Linked DNA regions of Mus musculus: region 1 is linked to region 2. Evidence: chromatin contacts called from public Hi-C data. All regions are on one chromosome and are shown on one strand. Each heading gives the region's core, a stretch centred on a gene start, on an enhancer-like site or on the middle of the called end of the contact. The rest is flanking DNA. Distances are from core to core; before and after follow the strand shown. Region 1 holds the start of Wdr64 (WD repeat domain 64). Region 2 holds the start of Dusp23 (dual specificity phosphatase 23).

What was found. Hi-C and Micro-C count contacts between places; a contact is called where the count stands out from the background.
Region 1: a contact with region 2 is called in a Hi-C map of CD4 T cells, with 4 times the contacts expected there. The contact joins the promoter of Wdr64 here to the promoter of Dusp23 in region 2.

The regions. Positions count from the first base shown.
Region 1 is chr1:175,695,201-175,700,680 of GRCm38.p6, forward strand. Wdr64 (WD repeat domain 64) reads left to right here and starts at 3,393. Exons shown (of 28, transcript NM_029453.2): 1 at 3,393-3,731. The coding sequence starts at 3,587. Gm39707 (a long non-coding RNA gene) reads left to right here. Exons shown (of 3, transcript XR_865748.2): 2 at 781-831; 3 at 1,185-1,458.
Region 2 is chr1:172,630,156-172,635,735 of GRCm38.p6, forward strand. It overlaps Dusp23 (dual specificity phosphatase 23), which reads right to left and starts at 2,819. Exons shown (of 2, transcript NM_026725.2): 1 at 2,461-2,819; 2 at 614-1,671. The coding sequence starts at 2,727. The coding sequence ends at 1,486. Gm35601 (a long non-coding RNA gene) reads left to right here and starts at 2,825. Exons shown (of 5, transcript XR_001779542.2): 1 at 2,825-2,986.

The DNA.
Region 1 (5,480 bases), core at 2,143-4,642, 3.1 Mb after region 2:
ATAGATCATCTCCAAAGTGACCCAGACAAGCCAAGCAGTGCCTGGTCCTTCAGGCCTGTGTACTGCTAAGAATGCAAGCCCTGGCCACAGGCATCATCAGGTGCTAACATACATTCTTTCCAGGAGAGTTTTTCCTTGGCTTATTCCTGGAGCTGGGTCTGATCATGGTGAACCAGATGTAAAGCAACCTGCTACCCTGCCTTGGTTAGTCGTTGGTTTTGTTTGTTTGTCTGTTTGTCTGTCGGTTGGTTTTGTTGTGTTGTTTTCCCAACCTGACACAAGCTAGAGTTTGTGGGGAAAGCAAAGAACCTCAGTTGAGAAGATGCTCGCACTAGACTGGCCTGCAGGAAAGCCCGTGGAGCATATTTTTGATTAATGGAGGTATATGAGCATCCAGTCCTGGGTTGTATAAGGCAGCAGCCTAAGAAAAACACAACTAGCAAGCCAATAAGCAGTATTCTTCAACGGATTCTACTTCAGTTCCTGCCCTGAGTTCCTGCCCTGGCTTCCTTCAATGATGGACTATGATGTGAAGGTGTAAGATAAACTAAACCCTTTCTTTCCCAAGTTGCTGTTGGTCATGTTTTGGGTTTTTTTTTGGGGGGGGGGGTTCCCTCAACATCCTTCCACCATGTATGGATGAGTAGAAAATGCCCACAGGAGGAATGGACATTTAGCAGCTACTGACGGCTAGAGCTTTGATGATTCCCAATCATCAGAACGATGAGAAAGGAAACACTGATGTTTGTAAATTACTCAGTGGGACGTATTTTATTGCAGCAACAGGAATGGACCAAGACCAATGCAACAGAAGATATAACATCTAATATAGTAAGCGATAACTTCACTTTAACACGTTTATTTTTTTAAAGTTTGTGTGTGTTTGTGTGTGTGCGCTTGCCCACACTCATGTTTGCAAGAGTGCAGGTCCCTGTGGAAGACAGGAGGGGGCTGCTGATGCTGGTTTTTAAGCTACTTCATTGGTTTCTTATACCTCTCCCTCCCTGGCAACCCTTACTCCTTCCAACACCCCAACACTAGGTAGGAGAGAAAGAAGGATAAAGGGGGAAGGAAGCAATGTCTCTTTAGAGCACTTCCTGCTGATTAGGGGCACTGAACTCCTTGGGGGCAAGTCCAATCTTAATAGTCAGGATATCTCTAACTTCTGATCTCTTTTCTCACAGGAACTAGCAGGAGGACTTGTCATGTCCTCTCCTTTAGAGTGCTCGGACACCCCTCTCCTCCCAGGGCTCTGGCATTTATACCCTCTCCAGAGTCCTCAGGATTAAACTCTCCAAAGCTGGCAGAATCACAATCTTGCCAGAGCATACACGAGGCAAATAGTCAGCGGCTGTGGATAATCTGCGGCAGCCCCTACATCCCACACCTGGGGTTGAAACAATGAACAGAACTGGATTTGTAAAGGAAACCAAAACTCTCACTACAGAGGGCCTTGGAGTTCCCTAGAACTGGAATTGCAAACAGTTGGGAGCTGCCTGATGCTGAGTGCGGGTCCTCCAAGCGTACACCTACTTTTAAGTACTGTCTTCCCACTCTCACCAATAATCTCACCAATAATCCTGAAAGCATTCCAATTTCTAACTATTTTGTAAAACTTGTTACTTTTTAGTTTGATTGTGCAAAGCCTAAAGACAGTCCACATACCTGTGTGCGGCTGGTTCTCGTGTGTATCAAGCACGTGCTGACGTCAGGACTCTACGCCAATGCTTTGCTGGAACACCTTTTAACCATTTAGCCTCATGACTTGTTACCTCCCCTGCAGGATTCTGCCAAATATCTTTTTGTTAAGTAATTGTTTATTACACACACACACACACACACACACACCCCACTCCAGTGCACACACCTTTACTCAGTCTTCAGAGCATTTACCACCTTCTGGAATACCATGCACGTGCCTGTTTTCACCATTAGATTGTAAGCTCAACACACCATTCGCTCACTATTCTATCACTACTACCTAAGTACCTGCTAGCATAAGTAGGTGTCTGATAAGTATGCGCTGAATGGATGGATGAGGAAATAGAAGAATTCATGGATGAGGATTGTAGGAAAGATAGTTCCTAGGATGTTGCCAAATAGTATTTGGATGGGAGAAAAGGAATAAAGAATAAATAGTGTGAGGAGATTCTCTAAGTAAGATGTTTATAGGAATTTACTCCCCTAATAGCTCATAGTGAGAGGATGAACACCTGGTACTCAAAACAGGAGTGCCCCCTAATGCCACTCGCTTCAATTCTGAACTCAGGATTGCACAAGATGGTTTAAAAGATGCACTACCAAGGAATAGGGACTCTATCTGTCTCACATTTCCATGAGTTGACTGTTGATGAACATGTTGATGAATAGACTTTTATAAAACACTGGGGAGGGCTGGGGGCTGGAGACATATCTCCATTGATAAAGTATTTGTTGCACAAACATAAGGCCATGAATCGAGATTCCCCAGCACGCACGTTAGAAGATAGGCACAGTGGGCTAGGCAACTGGAATACTGGTGCTCAGGATGCAGAGGCAGATGGATGCTTAGGGCTTGTTGGCCACCTAATACAGTCAATACAGCTTCAGGTTCCGGAGAGATCCTACATCAAAGATGAAAGTACAGCGTGTGTAAGAAAATGGGCAGTATCATCCTCAGGCTTCCTTGTGCAAACGTATTCACAGCGGAGCATTTGTGTGCACATGTGCGGGCACACAAACACAGTTGGAGATTGGAGAACTTGAATCAGAGGTAAGCATTTGGACTCAGTGGAATCAGACGTTAATTTTAATGGAAAAAACAAGCAGAAAGGCCTCTTCTCCTTCAACTGGCTCCCCCCGAAAAATGTCCTCTCAAGGACACCTTCCTTATCCTTGGCTCCTTTTAGTATTTTAACTAAAGTAAGTGCATAAAGAGAAGGAAGGAAGAAAGAAAGAAAGAAAGAAAGAGAGAAAGAAAGAAAGAAAGGCTTTCATTCTCCACAACTTCTAAAAATATCTTTATTGGTGCCAAGTAAGACAGGAGATGAAAATATATTTTCATCCTCACAGGTTCATCTTCCATATCCAGGAGAGCTATGGGAACAAATGTAAACTTTACTCTCTGTAGTACCTTGAGGGAGACAGGAGGCTGGGAGTGAGAAGAGACATTCATTCCGATTAAAGTAATGCCTGGATTCCTTCCTTTACCCTTCCATTTTCTCAATAGGCAGACACACACACACACACACACACACACACATACACACACCCTGCAGGAGGTGGATCCCAATCTGCTGTGGGACTTACAGAGACACTGTGACCTAATGAAGTCCCCATGATGGCCAATGTTAACATTATGAGGTCAGGACCCTTCACTAACACCCCTGCCTCTATGAAATGCAGCAGGCCTCAGCTGTCCTCCTGCTAACCTGCTAGAAACAACTCTTACTCCTTGTTCCTCTAGAACAGGGATATAAAAGTCAGAGGAATGAGACCTAGGGCAAAAGTTGAAACAGCAGACACATTATAAGAACTAGAAGCATTTCCACATTGGCAAGTTTGCAGTATTATTTCTGCGCAGAAATAAGAGACTCCCTATGTCTGTATGGATGCCAAGGATGAGAAGCGGTTCAACCTCGCGCTGCAGATCAACAATTTCAAAGCGTCCTTGGTTGAGTTCAATAAACTGGTTGAACAGACAACAGCCCAGAAAAAGGAAGAAAGAGCAGGCATATTTATACCAAAAGAAGGTAAGATGGATGGTTACAGGGAAGTCCATCTGGATTCGTTGATTAGGTCATCGGAGAAAAGCAGTCTTGTTTAAACCCAAGACACTGAATGGGGGACCAGACCTGAGTTCTTTCTTTGTCCCCGACATACTTAGCTAGGCATGAGGAAGCCTTTTGTATTTACCTGTAATATAAAGAGTTGGATTAAATAGCATTAAGAGTTTATATTCCAGACACTATCAGTCACAGGCCCACCTGAGACTCAGTATAGCATAGTGAACACGCAGGAGGCCCTCTGTGTCTCTGTGTTACCCAGCTTAACTAGAACTGGAATAAAATGCAGTCCACTTTGCTTGGGAAAACAATGGGAGTTAGAGAGGAGTCACCTGCCCAAGTCTCTTAAGAGTCAGAAGGGTTCAGATCTTTCCGGAAGTTCTCTGGATCTTGGCTGAGCTCTCTATAAAGCGCTCAACAAAGCTTGAATTTCCCTCCTGTCAGCTTGTTTTACCTCTTGCTACAATTGATTCTCCAAACTCTCACCATGTTTTTAAATTGTTGATGGGGCTTCTGTTTCTCTCAGCCAAGTTTCCTATCCTAGGAGAGAGCCAGGCACAGAGCCTAGAATTCGTTCTCTCTCCCTTTTCCTCTAGCCCAATACTTCCTAAGTCAGCAGCCCTCCTCCCCTCCTCTCCAACACTGTCAATTTGCTGCAACAACCTCAGAAGTCTCTTTTTCCACCAGCTTTGCCCTTTGATTCTAAAAATATACTCTGTCAACTCGTCCTTGACTCTCTTCCCTTAAGATATTCCTCCATGTCTCCTCTCTGCTTCTCTGCTAAATTTCCCTACAGCATCTCTGCCTTTCTCTCATCCACTCCAGGCTGGCTTCCCTCATTTTTGCTGAAAATATATTCAGTATCTAACACTGTTGCCAAATTCAGATAAGTTGTGGTTTTTTTCTTTCTTTCTTTTAGACGGTCTCACTATGTAGCCCAGGCTGGTCTGAAACTTGATATCCTCCACTCCCAGTTTGTCCAGGTGTGCACCACCAAGGCTGACTTTGCTATCACGTTTCAGCCCACGTGACCATTTCACTGCAGGAACACTGGTCTGGTCTCCTCTTCTGCTCTGAGAAGCTCCTCCCTCCATGCTCCTCCCCCTGTGTGTCTTGACAGTCTCTTCTGGTTTTGCTCATTTCTCTTTCTTTCTTTTTCTTTCTTTTTCTTTTTCTTTTTTTTTTTTTCTTTTGTCGTTTGTCCTGAGTTTCTGCCTAGTGTGTTCTTGCCCAAGTCTTATGGCATGAATGCTGGCTGCCTAGTCTCCAGAGCCGTGTAGTTAGCATCACTTTTGAGAGGAGTCTTCATAATATATAATCATAGTTCTCTCAGATTGTTCTAACACCTGCTGGGAGTCTTCCATCCAGACTTATTCCTTCTGATATATTTCTACAACGAGTTTTTCCTCTAGCTCTGCCACAATCCTGGTTTACTAACTCACCTTTAGAATCTGTACATGCCATCTTGCTGAGCATGAGTCACGCCTCAACCTTTCCGGCATCAACGTCTGGCACCTTCAATCCTGTCAGAGGCTTTTCAACATTTCTAAATATGTCATAGTGGTTTTTTTTTAAATATTTACTTATTTACTTTGTAAACTGAAACTGTAGCAACTGAACTACATCCTCATGCCTGAGCTGAACTTTTCAGGAAAAAAAAAAAAAAGGCAAATCTATGTTTAAAATGCCACATGGCTGTGGACCATGTGAGCTTTG
Region 2 (5,580 bases), core at 1,569-4,068:
CCGATATATCCCCCTGGGTGGGTCAGAGAGGATCCAAGGAGACAGTTAAGGAATGGGCCCTCCAGATGAAACAGAAAAAGGATTTCAAATGAGGGCTCTTATATTTCTTGCTTAAAAAGCCTTTTGTGTAAGAGTGAGCTGGATAATGTTGAGTTAGGGGCACAGGGAAGATGGAATGAAGTACAGGGGAGGGGCTGGTGTAGGCCTAGCTCTGGTCTTTGATAGGAGAGATGGAGGCTGTAGGGGAACTCTTGACTGTCCTGCATCTGGGATAGTTGAGGTAGCCTTTAGTGTCCATCGAGTGTGAAGAGAATGTCATTACCCTTCTCCAGAAGGCAGGGCTCCTGAGAATAGGAATCATGGCTTTTCTTTTTGCTGAGTTGGTTCCATCTCTAACAGCACCTGGTTCACACAGACACGCAGAGTCTCCCTTACTCAGTTCAGCCTATTATGGAAGATAGGGCATGGATTCAGACTGCCATTATGGAAGAGTCCACTGGGCTCATGAATGACACTTATCTCATCTCTCAGAAAGTCTAAAGTGTGGCGCTTGCGGCTGGGTGGAGTCCAACAGGGGAGACGTGAAGATAACACCTGAGAAACATGGCCAAGATTCATAGTCCCAGAGTTATTTATTTGATCACTTAATATCCACTCTAAAACCACCAAGACACAGTTTCAGCATTCGTTGGTCTGAGGCTGGGGACGACATAGGGGTTGGAGGTGACAGATGAGCTGAGTCACCTGAGGCTGGTAAGAGGTGGCCAGCCCTGGTGGGGGGAGGAAGGGGGAGGGAGAGAGGGAGATTAAGAGGGAGAGTGGGAGGGGGAGACCAAGAGAGAAACAGATAAGACAGAGAGAGACCTCATCTGTAGCACGATATGCAGGTCTTCTGTACCCTGAGAGAACAAAGGTGGCTCAGGTAGGACGGATGACCCTACATAAGGGGTGATGTCAAGGGGGCACTGCTGGTGTAGGAGTGCAGCGGCCTGAGGCTGCTTGGAGGCCATGTGGCCAGGGACATGGGTCTCCTTCACTGACCAGTTCTCCTCTATCACATGTCAGGGAACAGCACTTAGAATCCCATCATCCTCAGGATGACAAAGGTGTGTGCTGGAGTCCTGGCCTATCCTTCTGTTTCCCAGAACTGTGACCGGAGGCCTTTCTGAACTCTAGACACCTCATCCAAAGAACAGAAGTGGTTTTTTTTTTTTTTTTTTTGTTTTTTTTTTTTTTGTCTTTTCAACCACCCAGATGTATTGGGAGTGCTGTGTACATGCTATGCAGCGGTGATGAGTTCTTATCAGTTATTACCTCATTTTTGTGGGGTCTCGGCCATCCTGCCGGCCACGTTATGGCTTTGGGGAAGGACTACTTTTGTCCAATAGGAGTCAGAGGGACCTGAAGGATGCAGTACTTTAGTTCACTCCCCTTCCTCCCTGGCCGCAGGAGTTGGGGAGGGGGAAAGGCGGGCTGTTGAAGTCCTCATTTTGTTCGCTGGTAGAACTGGAAGACGGCCTTCTCCTGTTCATACGTCTCAATGGATCCTGGTCGCAGGCGCCGGATCTCAGCAATGGCATCTCCTGCGGCCAAAGCCCGCTCCTTCACCAAGTAGCAGGCTAGCATGGTGCCAGTGCGGCCAAAGCCTAGGGCACAGTGCACTCCAACAGCCTGTGAAGTGGAGACTGATGGAGTAGAGTCCAATGCCCTCCCCAATACTCCCCTGTCCTCACCCCACACATCACAGGCTCTCCAAGAAGTGACATCAAAGCTGTGGGAGGACAGGTGACTAGGAGGCCTCTGGAATGGCTGGTTCCAACTTGGGCTCTCAGCCTACATCGCCTGGCCTCTATCCTGTGCTGTCTTGTATAGTACATCCAGCCACTTGTGGTGCTATTTTTCCTGAAATGTGTCAGTCCAAACTGAGCTGAGGTGCAAAATACTTACCAGGCCCTGAAGATGCGGCATGAAAAAGACTGGACATGCCTCATTAATAATTTGTTTCATATTGATTCTATGTTGAAATAATATTTTTGACTTATTGGATTAGTACAAAATTAACTTCACCTGCTTCTTTTTCATCTTTTTCGTTTTTTGTTTTTGTTTTTTTTTTAAAACGTAGCTGCTAGTAAAATTTAAAATTACAAGTGTGTCTCTATGACATTTGGACCTCTAGTAAAAGGGCTTTGAACTGATTCCGTCTGACATAGGCGCTCCCTGGACTCCTGGAAGGATTTCACTTGACAGTACTCTCTCTCCAGCCTACTTGGCACCACCTCTCCTAGCAGCATAGTTGACTTTAGTCAGGGAGTGGGTCCATCTAGCTCCCACCCCACTTAGCCCTGTCACCCCCGCCCCCAACCCCAGGCTCTCCCACTCTTTTCGGACTCCAGCTCCGGCCCCGCCCACTCATTTCCTTCCAGGCCCCGCCCTCTCGCTCTGGCTCACGAGCGTGCTGACCTCTCCCCGGGCATTGGCCTCGTCCACGATCTTCACAAATTGGTCGATCTGTTCCGGGGACGGCGGGCAAAAGTCAGGGATGCGCATTCGGTGCAGCGTGAGGCCGGGACAGCTGTCACTGTGAGGGGGTCCGCGCTCCGTCAGGGACACCAGGTGCCGCACACCCTGGTCCAGCAGGAACTGGTAGTGCGCGGGCAGCCGGGGCAACGCCAGTCCGGCCAGCCGTCCCGGAAGCACCCAGGAGAAGTTGGGGGGTTGCACGCCCATCGTGGGGGGAGTTTACTCAGGGCGAGGCTGGCCTTTCCTACTCTGCCGGGAGATTGGGTCACCCCCCCTCTGGGGCTGGATTCCGTCCCCGCTCAGCACTTGCCCTAGCGGGCCACGTAGTCTCTTGGACCCTCCCCCGTGACGCTCCTCCCCACCCAGGGTTGGCTGAACAGCGGGGGCGGGGCTAAGACGGCTCCAAGGCAGGCAGAGAAACCCTACAGCCCAACGGACGCGAGCAGGGCACTCGTTGATAGGCTGGGTAATCAACAACAAGCGTGATTATTGCAGCGGGGAGTGAAGGCACTAAGGAAGCCTGGAACCAATTAATTGCTCCTGTAGAGAAAACAGCCCAGGGCTGGGCTCTGCTGCTCCCTGGTGGTGCGTTGGAGCTACTGCATCGTGGGCCAGCCGCCTAACGGCCTGGTCTCTTCATAGTTTTTATACAAGGGGTTTAAATAGTGATAGAAAAATCTACTTCTGCCTGGGCGCGGGTGTGAGTAGGTAATCTCTTCAATGACCAAGCAGTCATGGTTGCTGTCTTCTTGAGTTCTTGAAGTAAGAGGGAACTACTATGTCCCAGACAATAGAAAGTTTTATTTTTCTACTGCCGACAGTAGTTAAAGGATGGGGGGTGGGGAAATATGTGGCACTGGAAATGGTACTCAGGGTAATATAGTAACCACTATCAACAACATAAGGGTTAACAACATTTAAGCTTTTGCTTTGTGTTAGGTACTTGTGCAAATACTTTTTATATATGTTAATTAATCGCCATAAGGTAGGTGATCACAGTAACCCCATTTTAGAGATGAGAAAACTGAGGCACCGAGGAAGCTAAGGAAGATACCATTCTCCAGAATCTCTCTCTCTTTTAAAAAAATGTTTATCTTATGTATATGAGTGCCCTGTAGCTGTCTTTAGACACACCAGAAGAGGGCATCGGATCCCATTACAGCTGGTTGTGAGCCAACTTGTAGTTGCTCAAATTTGAACTCAGGACCTCCGGAAGAGCAGTCAGTACTCTTAACTGCTGAGCCATCTCTCCAGCTCCGAAATCTTGTTTTAAAAATTATTATTATTTTTATTTTATGTACATTGGTGTTTTGCTTGCATGTGTATCTGTGTGAAGGTGTCAGGACTCCCGGAGCTGGAGTTACAGACAGCTGTGAGCTGCCGTGTAGGTGCTGGGGATGGAACCTCTGGAAGAGCAGCCAGTGCTCTTAACTGCTGAGCCATTGTTCTGTCCCCCTCTCCAGAATCTTTTAATGGCACACTTTCCTACAGTCATCCAGGAAATGACAGTGTTACACAGCCATCTTCACATTCTTCCAAACATTTTGTGTTTAAAACCCTGGGTATTTTCTTAACCGGGGGCCTAGGGACATACTGACCTAAGCCCACAAGACCTGGGTATGAAGACATCCTACCCTCCCTTGGTTGCTGGTCATTAGGGTGAAAATCTGGGCCTTGGGAGCCATAACAAGCCAAGATGGGCTACTTGTCTCTTCAATGGGCCAATTAAATAAACCTGCTAGTGAAAGCGGGAGGTGGTTTATTCAGTGTGCTACATTAGTGAGAGAAACAAGGAGGTCCAGTCCCTACCACCCAAGTCTATCTTTAGGGTCCTGGTATGAGGATTAGGCTTAGGTAGAAGGTAAGAGTTATGTATAACTGAGTGTTCCTGGTCAAGGTGTGGTTCTCCATGCCCCCCTTCACCCTAGCCTCTGCTTTCGTCTCTCATACAAGGAGACAAGTTCCCCATCTCTCAAACACCAGGCTCCCAGTCTTTCCCTTCTCCTGCGTGAGGCTCTCGGGGGAAATTCCAGGATCGTGGAGTCCATTGTTTCAGCAACCGGGCAGCGGGAGGGCTGTCCACGGCATCAGCAAAATGGAAGGATTTCTCCTTTCCGAGGTGGATTGCCTGCTCTGGCTCAGTGGGAACGAACCTTGACGGCAGACAGCTGTGTCTGGAAGTAACATTTCCAGGAACTGTCCGTGTGGGCAGATCACTTCTTGGGTTCTCTGCTTTCTCTGTCTACCTTCCACGTGTCAGGGAAGAACTTTCCACGTCTCTCCTCGCCCTTCCGTGCACGTCTCTTATCTCCTTCCTATCCAGCTCCAAGCCTGTCTTCTCCAGTGGGAGGCAGACTCTCTTCTCTAATGAGCCCCTAGGCTGCTCTCAGTGTGTCCTCTCTCCTGTGGGTCTCTGAGGCTGAAAGGTCGTCCATCATCCTCCCTCCTACGCAGGCTTGCCTGTGGAAAGGCCAGTTAGCTCCGAGTGAAGACTTGCTCTCCCTTGTCTGCTCATCCTTCATCTTCTAGAGAGAGAAGGGCTCAGGGTCCATGTCTGAGCTGTGTCCCATTGCAGGTGTCTCCTTTAATTTTCTGTCTCAGCTGAGGGTTTCTGTAAGAAAAGCCACTGCTGGGCTCCTGGCGAGGCTTCCTGCAACCTCGGCAGTCTCTTACACATTATCTACAGGATCTTTCTTGTCTGTTTAGGGCTATCTGGGCCTCAGGAGGGTTTAGGCTCTGTGTACTCTGATCTTCCCACTGTGGAAGTTGCTTTGTTGAGCCAGAGTTTCCTGTTTTTGTTGGAACTAAGACTGATTTGTTGAATCTTTTATTTTTACCAGCGTCTGGACATAGTGTTCAAAAGTGTTAAGTAAATGGACTGAAAAAATAAAGAGAATGCATTGGCAAGACGTACTTCAAGACACTGGGAGTCTCCAGGGTGTCTGTGGATTCTTCAGTTGCATGGGGACTGTGTTGAATATTATGTGTAACTTCTTTTAAAACTTCATTTTTTTACTGTAATTTAATTCACACACTAAAACACGAAACAAATACACACCC